2 separate regions of the Mus musculus genome follow, and region 2 is linked to region 1. Evidence: chromatin contacts called from public promoter capture Hi-C data. All regions are on one chromosome and are shown on one strand. Each heading gives the region's core, a stretch centred on a gene start, on an enhancer-like site or on the middle of the called end of the contact. The rest is flanking DNA. Distances are from core to core; before and after follow the strand shown.

Region 1 (5,791 bases), core at 705-3,204:
CCCTGGTCATGTCACAAGTACATGGGATTACTTGGGGACCCATAGGCACAGCACACCAACAGAGGACCACTTGTGCTAGGGTCCCAGACTCACATTTGTTCCGAAGCAGCAGGGAGCCCCCACTCATGGCTGGTCTCCTGTATCTTTGCCCCTCCTGAAGAACCCTTGCTTTCCCTGTGTGCCCTGCAGCGTGGCCTAGCATCCCCTCGCACAGTCTGCTTTCTCTTCATGACTATCTCGCCCCATTCTGCAGGCCTTGCTTCTCCATGCCTGGCTCCTTGTTCACACCCTGCTCCCATCCGCTTTTCAGGATGTCTTCTTCACTGTTCTTGGGGTTCCCAAAGCAGCTCCCAATCTCACTTCTGTTGCTGCCTTCCACGCTCTCCACTTCTCAGTTTCCTGCTTTTTATTCCCTCCCTGTGCCCCCCACACACACATATACCACTCCAGATTGTCTTGTTTACCCCAGGGGTAGGTCATGGGCTCAAAGTTGCTCTTCTGTGTGTCTGAGCTTATGAACAACCCCCCACAGGTAGAAGTGGGGAGCAAGCCTAAGTCAGTCCTCTTACCACTTGTCAAATAAATGTGTTCAGAAGTCTGTTTTGTCACTGCTGCCTGAAAGTGTGGGTTGGGGGGGGGGGTGAAGAGAGAGGGCATGGGAGGGTGAGACTTACAGTCACAACTACTCAGGGAGCCAATCTAGAGGCTGCAGCTACTTTCTTTCCAGGAGACCAACTGACCAGTAGTGGTTGTAGAAGAAAAGGCAAATGGGCCCTGTGTTCTGAGGTTTTAAGGCATTTGGTGGGCCTCCCCCCAGCCTCCCCATGCCTGACTTTTAATGATTTAAGATTCTTACTGCCCCTCTTCTCCATAAGCAGATGCTACTTCCTACATCTTGACCACACAGGTTTTGTTGTTGTTTTAAATACAGGGTTTAATTTCATTTCACCAGGTGTGCCTTTATTCATTTTCTTCTAACCTCCATAGTCCCAGGTCTCTTAGCCAACCCTAGGAGAGGGGGTGGGGCTAGTAACTTCACCTAAGGGGAAAAGGAATGGTCAGTCAACAAAAGGGTGTCGCAGCTTGTGTGCATGGATGTCTGCTGGGAACAACTGTTGGAACCCAGACTTACCTGGATCAAGCACCCTTTCCATCTATGTCCTGAATTTCTCTGTTTGATAGGTTTCTGAGTGTATTCTAGCTCACTCTTTCTGTACAGTGATAAACACATTCTACGTTCTCTGACTCCCTTAGTGAGTAGCTGAAGTCAGAAAACCATTCCTGAATGTAAATAGTGAAAAAAGGAAAATATTTGGATTAAAACACTTAATGTCTGAATCTCCCTTGCCATCCAGCCATTTCATGTATCTAATCTTCCTGAGCATCACTTTTCTTGTTTGTAAAATAAAACCTGGTTTGTACTTGGCAGCTATTAAATAAGGCAGTGCACTCAAGTATATGACATAGCATATTCTCACTAAAGTCAGCACTATACTCAGTTTTCACTCCACCACCAATTGTGTATGAACTTAAAGATGAGTCACATCACTTCTCTGAACCGCATCTACATCTAGAAAGTAAAGTGATCAGACAAATGGTCCTTAAGAAACCTCTCCAGCTACAGTTCTATCCAGCCTTGCATCCAGGCCTATTTTCCCTTCAAGCCCCGCCCCAGGGGTCTGGCCGGATTTCTATCGCTTACCACAGGATTCCCAAAGATGCTCCGAAGCTCTCTCTCTTAGACGATTTAGCCTTTTCTTTATTCAATTGGTTCCCGTGCCTCCGCCTTCCTCAATCATTTGCCTAAGGTGGCTCAGGAGCCCACCCCTTTCCTCCCTCTCCACCAGTGATTGGCATGGCATCTGGTTCGTCCCGCCCGCTCTTGACTGACAGCTGGATCCCGGCACCGCCCTCAATCCCCTGGCTCTTGCTCACTGGGGTAGCTGGGACCGTTAGCTCGCCAGGCTGGCAGGCTCCGGGGCCCAGCTCCGCCGGCCACCGGGATGGAGACGATGCGAGCACAGCGGCTGCAGCCCGGTGTAGGCGTCGGTGGGAGAGGCACTTTGCGAGCGCTGCGGCCAGGGGTGACCGGGGCCCCGACTAGCGCCGCCACACCCCCCGTGGGCCCGCCGCCCGCCCCGCCGCCCCCCGCCCCGCCCCCGCCTCCGCTGCTTCTGGCTGGGGCCCCCGGGCTGCCCCTGCCCCCCGGCGCCGCGGGTAGCCCTGCGGTGCTGCGCGAGGCTGTGGAGGCGGTGGTGAGGAGCTTCGCCAAGCACACGCAGGGCTACGGTCGAGGTAAGTGTCGGGAACTGGCCTCCTGCGGGACACCCTCTAGTCAAGAGCCTGGCTCCCACAGCTCCCACTGTCCTCACAGTGGCTCCGCTTGGCGTCCAGCCTTCGCATGCATTTCCTTTTGGGGAGTTTCCTTCTGGACACACACACAAGCGCGCACGCGCGCGTGTACACACACACACACACACACACACACACACACACACACGAGTTATTAATGCATTCTTCAGGGACTCCTGTTTTCAGATGCAATTCTCTTTTCTTCCCAACTTTTTCTCTGTCAGCAGGCTTAAGATTTTAATGTCCTTCTCCCTTTAAGAACCCGCCCCTATTGTGTGGGATCCTCTCCTTTATCTCAGACCCAGGGCATTTCTCATCCTTACCCTTCTCTGTCTTCTCTCTCTGATCTCAGCAATTCCTGTACTCCCATCTCCTGAGCCCTTGTACTTCATCTTCTGAATCTCGACTTTTTAGTTCTTCACATACTTAACTTACCCACCCCACCTCCCACCATGAAATTTCCACCATGACTTCAGATCTGCTGGAGAATTATTAGGTAGTGCTTTCAAAAGTCACTCACAATAATTGTTCCTTTGAATCTGAACCCACACCATTGAGGCCGTGCCAGCTTCCTGTGACTTGGTGCCTCGCTTTAGTGTCTTAGTTTGGAGCCTCACAACTCGGGCCTCTGTCTGTCTGGCGCTGTATTCCTGGCCCTTGCCCAGGAACTGAGGATAAATCTCAGGCCCTGGCTCACTCAATGCTAAATTCTGTGGAAACAAGCCAGGCAACAACCTTATTTTGCTTAGAAATTGCCGGCTTAAAGATGCCTAATTTCTGGGAAGAGGGATGTGAGAATTTTCTTTGTTGTTTTTGTTTAGGCAACGTTAACCAATTTCCTGTCAGAATCCTGGTTCCAAATTCATAGTTTAAACGACAAGGAACACACAGTGAAGGGTGTATGACTCAGACTTTAAGTCTGGAATTTCCAACACATCCCTTCTGTTTCCTTGATCAGGTCCTCCTGGGTCTAAAAGTGACTGCCTCCTTGCTGTTTTCTAGGAGAAAAGTTGCACAGCTCACCCCACCCTCTTTCTTTCTTTCCAGACTGTTGGTTGACCTCCTTCCGCCCCACTCTTTGCTTCCTTTTGGAAGCTTCAGTGAAAAGAGCAGACAGGCTTCGGAGGCCTGTCAGTCCCGGCTCTGTCTTTGGGCAAAGGGTCTCATAACTTCACTGAGCAGCAGTTTCTTCAAGGATTGTGCACATTGATGACAGATTGGGCACTTAAAATGATTGCTAGCCCCGATTTTCTGGTCATCTCTTCCTTGAGACCATGTTTCACTTTCTTCTACTCTTAAATGTTTGTGTCTTTGTGAACAGGAAGATTTCAGTGAAGTTGAACGTTCAGATCCACTCTGCTGCACGCCTGATGGCTCATTTATTCTCCCCTTCTCTTTGCTCTCTAACCAGTTTGAATTGCAGCCAGGCTAGGATTCTGTAGGGTGCTGGGCTACAAATGGATGCACTTCTGAAGCTACTGAGTCAACAGAGTTACTTTCCAGGTCGGTTAGAGTAAACAAGGTTTAACATGGCTACACCATAAATATGTCCGGCTCTTTTTTATCTCATTCTGAGGGAAGCATTTTGCCTCGGGTGTAGTAGTAACCAGAACTAGCTACCCTATGTCTAAAGAGTTCCTCTTGGAAACTTACAGGCACTTATCGACATGATAGAGAAATGTACTCTTCCCTCACCCATGTTTCTATGCCCCGAAGAACCTCTAATCTGGCTTCTAAACCGAGTGTCTGGAAAACCTTTTTAGTTTCCTAAGAAAGGACGAAGGAACAAAGGGATTGTGCTGACGAGAACAATCAGGCTTCAGAGTCTGTGGTGCATCTCCCCTTCAGTCTCCCCACCTCCCACCATCGTCTTATTATTCTTGAGTTTCTCATTTCCAGTCTGGGTGTCCAGCCAGGGCTGTAGGAGAATTTGGCTCTCTGCTGATTTGGCTCAAAGTCGCTCACCACATGGAATCACTTACTCTGCTTCAATTAATAGGCAAAGCTGCCCTTGGCATACACCCATGTACCCTTGTGACTGATGGCAAGATATTCAGGGGATGGCTCTGTTGCCCTGAATACAATTTACTTTGGTCTCGGTCCAGATCGCTTTCTCATCTGAGGATACCTTACATGCCATCTTCAATTCACATCCTTCATCCTTTTCCTGAAGACTCTAAGCTCACCATTTCCAGTACTGAGTTTTTAGATTTATCTTCACCAGCATGGGGTCCCAGCACACACACACACACACACACACACACACACACACCTCTCTTCTGTTGTCCCCTCCTCTGTACATTAGCTTCCACTCCCCACTCCTCTACGCATACCTGCTCAAAAGTCACACATACACTATTGTGTAGGCTGTCTTGTTTTGTTTTGTTTTTGAGAAAAGCTCTTGGTTATAGCCCAGGTTAGTATGGAACTTACCGTGTAGTTCAGGCTTTTTAATTCATGGTGATTCCCCTGCCTCAGCTTCCCAACTGCTGGGATTACAAGTGTACGCCATCATGCCTGACTTGCTGTTGATTCTCAGCTCCACTCACAGTACGGTATGAAGGACATTGACTGGGGACCTGGTCCTGTCATGCAGTGGCATTGGGATTCCAGAGATATTGCTTACTCTTTTTTAGTTTTATCTGTTCCATTTTTTTCATTTAATAAATATTTACTGCTCACCAGATGCAGTGGTGAACAAGTCACATGTTTAGTCTCTACGTGGATGGAGCCCAGTCTGCTTTAGAGCATGCATGAAGCTTAATGTCACAATAGAGCAAGGCAGTATAATATGAAAGAGGGCTTGTCTTGGAACCAAGTGAATTATTGGTTCTTTATCCTGGCTCTGCCGCTTCTGGTCTGTTCCTTAAGTTGGAGACTTTTTGCAGAATAAGCATTATAACACTTGTCTTGATTTTTAAATGTTTTTGTTTATGGGTGTTTTGCCTGCATGCATGTCTGTGTACCATGTGCATGCCTGGTGCCCACAATGGCTAGAAGAGGGCATTGGATCCCCAGGGACTAGAATCACAGATGATTTTGAGCTACTGTGTGGGTGCTGGGAATTGAACCTGGGTTCTCTGGAAGAGCAGCAAGTGCTTTAAACCAGTAAGTCATTTCTTCACCCATGAATAAGTGAATTTTGCATGGTATTTTCTGATTAGCTACTCTTTGTCATTACAACCATAGACTAAATATCACTGGAGCTAAACTGGTGTGGGCATTTATAATTTTTAGAACTACTGTATCAGACCCTCTGTTAATTTCTTGTGGCTGTCATAACAAAGCATCGTAAATTGTGCTGCTTAAAACAAAAGAAATTAATCCCAGCACTCGGGAGGCAGAGGCAGGTAGATTTCTGAGTTCGAGGCCAGCCTGGTCTGCAAAGTGAGCTCCAGGACATCCAGGGCTATACAGAGAAACCCTGTCTCGAAAAACA
Region 2 (5,148 bases), core at 1,950-4,449, 710 kb after region 1:
TCTACAGCTAAGTCAAAGTCCTGAGTTCAACCTAAAATCATTCGGAGGGAGATGGGTACTTATAGGAGGATTTCGGACCAGCCTGGCTCAAGGGTTCATGTTGTTCTGCCCTACACAGCTGCCAGGAGATAAAAGCTCCCAAAATATTCTAGCTGTGTTCCTAGTTCCTCAGGACCTGAGCTTACTTGACCTCAGGACACCCAAAATGGAAATCATGCAATTATCTCTGTGAAACACAGTTTAATAAGGCTAGAAAAGGGACTGAAGCCAGGCAAAGGTAATTTATCTTTTATATCACATCTTTTGCCCAGCAATGAAATGAATATCTTTCATAGAGATGAAAGATACATTAAAAGTTGAACTGAAAGCATTGTTTTGAATTTAGTTAGGTAAATGCTTGTCACTGCCTCTTACTCAAAATCACTATGGAGGATGCTGCCAGGGACTGCCTGAGTGAGACAGTGTCTTTGTTCTAAGGGAGTGTCCTGGGGAGAGGGGGAGAGAGGAGAGAGAGGAGGGGAGGGGGAGGGGAGGAGAAGGGCAGAAGAGAGAGAGGTTTCTTTATATATAGTCTTTCTTGCCACTCTTTGTCTGACTCTCTGTCCATACTTGTGGATGGAGTTTAAGATCTTGCATATCTTAAGCAAGCGCTGTACCACAGAGCTATAGCCCCAGTTCCATGGAATTAGTTTGAGAGTATTTTGTAATACTTGGCAAGTGAACAGGACATGTGAAATTGTGTGTGTGTGTGTGTGTGTGTGTGTGTGTGTGTGTGTGTGTGCGCGCATTCTGACTAGTCTGGCTGAGTTGGGATTACTACTGCTGTGATGAAACACCATGACCAAAGCAACTAAGGGGAGGAAAGGGCTTATTTAGCTTACGCTTCAGGACCACAGTTCATCATCAAAGAAAGTCAGGACAGGAACTCAAATGGGGCAGGATCCTGGAGGCAGGAGCTGAAGCAGAGACCATGAAGGAATGTCTCTTACTGGCTTGCTTCTCATGGCTTGCTCAGCCTGCTATCTTATTGAACCCAGGACCACCAGCCCATGGATGGCACCACCCATAATGCCCCCCCCCCCCATCAATCACTAACTAAGATTTACCTTACAGGCTGGAGAGATGGCTCAATGGTTAAGAGCACTGGCTGCTTTTTCACAGGACCTGAGTTCCAGTCCCAGTACCCACTTGGCAGCTAACAACTGTCTATTACTCCAGTTCCAGGGGACCCAACATCTTGACACCAACATAAATGAAGGCAAAACACCAATGCACATGATATAAAAATAAATAATTATTTTAAAAGAAAAAAAGAAAATGCCTTACAGTTGGATCGAATGGAGGCGTTTTCTCCGCTGAGCCTCCCTCCTTTCAGATAACTCTATCTTGTGTTAAGTAAAAGTGGCTGAAGTCTGAAGAAAATGTTCCATGAGATGTTACCATTGGTTACTTACTCCTGAGACTCGAGCTATGTAGATGGGTATGAAATATCAGCAATGACATCAATAGTGACCATCTTATGTCATCTGCTGACCATGTGCCAAGTGCCATCGTCAGTACTTTATGAATCTCATCTTATTTAAAATTTCCAAGAACCGTTATTCCCAGGGTGGAGAAATGGCTCTTGGCAGAGAACCCTAGCTCAGCTCCTAAGTCGGGTGGCTCACAACTGTGTGTAACACTAACTCCAGGGAGTCTGACTCCCTATTCTAGTCTCCTCAGAAACCTGTACCCAAGAGCTCCTAACCCCTAAGTCCAGACATGCACACTCCTGCATAAAACTTTAAAATAGAACTAAAACTTAAAAAGAAAAAAAGCAAAAACTGCAGGCGGTGGTGGTACACGTCCTTTATCACAGCACTCAGGAGGCAGAGGCAGGAGGATTCCCGGGTTCAAGGACAACCTGGTCTACAGAGTGAGCTCCAGGAGATCCAGGGCTACACAGAGAAACCCTGTCTGGGTGGGGGTGAGGGAGCAGCATTACCTTCATTTAGCAATATGGAAAGGGAGGAAAGGAAACCTTGTGTGTCCAAGATCACACGATGACATTGTGTGTGTGCCCACAATCGCACAATCAGAAGAGCCTGAGTGTCAACGGATTCTGAGTCTCGTGCTTACCTTCTTCCACCACACCCTGTTTGGCTGTCTTAGGTTAGGAATGCATGTCTTGTTGTAGAGTTTCTTCTTTTTAAACATTGACCATCTGTTGTTTTTATAGTTAGGAAAACCATATAAAAATTAAAATTAATTATTTCTATTAGCTAGAATGGTCCCTGACACCCAATAAAGACAATGATAGTAAGGAAGAGGAAGAGGGGGAGGAGGGAGAGGAGGAGGGGGAAGAGAAAGAGGAGGAAGAGGAAGAGGAAGAGGAGGAGGAAGATGAGGAAGAAGAGGAGGAGGAAAGGGGGAGGAGGAAGAGGAGGAGGAAGAGGAGGAGGAAGAGGAGGAGGAAGAGGGGGGAGAAGAGGGGAAGGATGAAGAGTATGGCTTACATTTGTGATCCAGAAACTTCTTTGCATTCCAGTTCAGGAAAGGAGGTATCTGGCAGATTGTTAGAGCTTTTATTATTTCCTTTTACCTCCAGGTTCCCCAGAGATGGGCTGGACTCTGTGTGGGTCAGGGGTAGACCATGACACCCCAACTTCCCGTTCCTGAGGGTTAGGAAAAATCTATCCTCAATCCTGCCTTCCACCTGCTCCTTGCAGTTTCAGGTGGTTAGAGAGTGTGATCGAATGGGCCAGACAGATGGGCTCAGAGCCTAAGCTGAGTGCAACTCTAAATCTGGTCCTGGCACTGATTAGATTGTGACCCTGCTCTGGTCCCTCCCTTGTCACAGCTGGGTGCATTTATCCTTCCTTCCCCAGTTCCACTTTGTGCCCCTGGGAAGTCCTGGCTGTTCCACTGGCAGACATCTTCCAGCCTGAGAGACTCTCATGGAAGATTCATTTCTTGGGGCTTAGAGCTCTGCCAAGGAGAGGTGACATATTAAGCCAGTGACACTATGGCAATTTAATTCCGTGGACTTAGAGCTGAGAGTCACCTAAAGTCTATAGCCCCATTATTCCTGCGTCTGAGCCCATCTTTTTCTTTTTCCACCAACAGAGGGACATGCGTCCCTGCCCTGGTCCCAGCAGCTCTTTTTCTCCCTGTACTCTGGATCCCACTTCCCCTCTCCTCAGGGGCCTCTGCCTCTCTCCCACATTAGCATCCTTCTTGGCTTCTCTCCATGGGTATTTAAATGAGCTCAAGTCTTTCTCTTCTTAATTCAGTACAATACCAGGCCTTCTGGGGCCTTGCACCCTCTGCAGAGACTGATTGCCTCACCTCTCTCCTCTGCCAAACTTCTTATAAAGAATTACTTATGAACTCTGATAGACAGATGGGAGAACTTGTAGTATTTAAAGAAGACATATGTTTATTGGAAAGGAAAGGCCGGACAGCCCAGAAGTTGGTTGAGGTTTGGAAGGAAAAAAAGTGAAATGTTCCTGAAGACAGACCTCCTTGCTTCATTAACGGTACCTAAAAAAAATCACCGTGAACCCCTCATGCCATACGGTCTGTCCAGCAGGAGGGATTTGGGTCCCTGTTGTGAGTAAGCTCACTACCGTGGAGGACACAGTCAAGGACCTAGTGTATACCCATCTCCAAGCTGTCCCAGTATCAACAGGGGCCAGGGGATGACTAAGGCTTAGGGTTCTCAGATCCTGAGAATCCCCATCCTTTGGGCACATATCCACAATGTCCATTCTCAGAGGACTTCCCAGCAAGCACTCTTAAAGCATCCTTCATGGACTGTGGGCATAGCTCAGTTGGTAGGGTGCTTGCCTCGTTTTCAGGAAGCCTTGGGTTTGATTCCCAGGACTGATTAAGTGGTGGCCCAGCCCTGTAATCAATCCCAGCACTGGGGAAATGGAGTCAGGAGCAGGAGGAGTTCAAAGTCATCTTCGGTTAAAGTTTGAAGCTAGCCTGAGCTGCATGAGATTCTGTCTATAAACTACAAGCATTGTGCCCTGCCAGTGATTCTGGTGCATGATAGAGTTTGAGACCTACCAGGGTAGGCAGCAAGGATGGCTGTGGCTGCAGCTCAGGCTACTGGGGCATTTGGCACTTGCATTTGGTTGTGATCTGTGATCGGTGAGGTAGAACAAAGGCAAGAGGCTGGGCGACCCGGAGAGTAAACCAGTACAAAGAGGCTGGAAGGCACTTGCTACCTGAAGGGTAAAGGGAGGGGTGCTGCGGGGTAGAGATGGGGCGTGGGAAGCACAGACATCCTGAAAAGCATCGTCAGGACGCTCGGAGTCCCAGCTATCCTCCGGGGAATCTAAAACCGTGTCTCCCCCTTCCCATACACTTTTAGTTCTTTTCCCTCCCCTCCTCTTACAGACTTTCACCCCCCCGCCCCTCCACCCCCACCCCTCCATCTCCAGAGGTGAGGCTCACCCCATCCTTTGATCTCCCCAGCTCGGATCCAGGATGGCATTGCTTTCCCTGCCTCCTCCCTCAGTGTCTCCTCCTCAGAATCCGCCCCCTCACCACCGCGACGACGGAGGAGAAATTATACATCACTCCTTTGAGAAACGGTTCCTAGAGAGGTTACATGATTTGAACAAGTACCTACTCAAAACATCAGGGGAGCTACACCTGCCTTTCACATTCTGACAGTGCTTGCCAGGAATTCATTCAGCAGGAATCAGAGGATGGCTTTTTTTGGAGCAGGCTTTATGTGAAGTTACACGGGGACCCAGTGGAAGGGAAGGCTCTCGGCATGGTGTGCCCGGAAGCAGCCCCCCCGGTGGGACGTCCCTTCCAAAGCCCAGAGGAATCCTTTCAGGTGGTGCAGCTCTGTTTTCCTGTGGGATCTCCTCTGAAGCCTGAGCCTTCACTGGCACCTGTGGGCTGATATTGCTAACACCCTATTCCCTGGAGCGACATCTCCCTCTGTGGGATGGGGGAGGGCATGAATTCACTTGCAGGAAGCTTGCTTTTCTCTCTTAGAGGCTTTCTGTGAGAAGGCCCAGGTTTTCAAACTGACCTCTAAGATTAGTGTTTGCTCACTTTCCTGGGCTGCCTGGACCTGTAAACTGGTCACATCAGAACCGTGCCACAGAGTCCTGAGAGGGCCAAGGGCGAAGTGCATTGTGGGTT

The links. Promoter capture Hi-C pulls out the DNA fragments that hold promoters and counts their contacts.
Region 2: a promoter capture Hi-C map of neural stem cells shows a contact between it and region 1. The contact joins the enhancer-like site here to the promoter of Lix1l in region 1.

What each region holds. Positions count from the first base shown.
Region 1 is chr3:96,599,179-96,604,969 of GRCm38.p6, forward strand. It overlaps Lix1l (Lix1-like), which reads left to right and starts at 1,955. Exons shown (of 6, transcript NM_001163170.1): 1 at 1,955-2,295. The coding sequence starts at 2,004. It overlaps Gm52628 (a long non-coding RNA gene), which reads right to left and starts at 1,921. Exons shown (of 2, transcript XR_003954672.1): 1 at 1,133-1,921; 2 at 404-1,039. It overlaps Ankrd34a (ankyrin repeat domain 34A), which reads left to right. Exons shown (of 2, transcript NM_001024851.3): 2 at 1-600.
Region 2 is chr3:97,305,417-97,310,564 of GRCm38.p6, forward strand. No RefSeq gene overlaps it. Among named protein-coding and RNA genes, the nearest start is that of Gm40101, 22 kb to the right of the region's middle. Within about 2 kb of position 3,200, at least 21 of the 459 cell types and tissues checked have an H3K27ac peak or open chromatin away from gene starts, as enhancers often do. A contact at or near this core is called in neural stem cells, where this site is marked.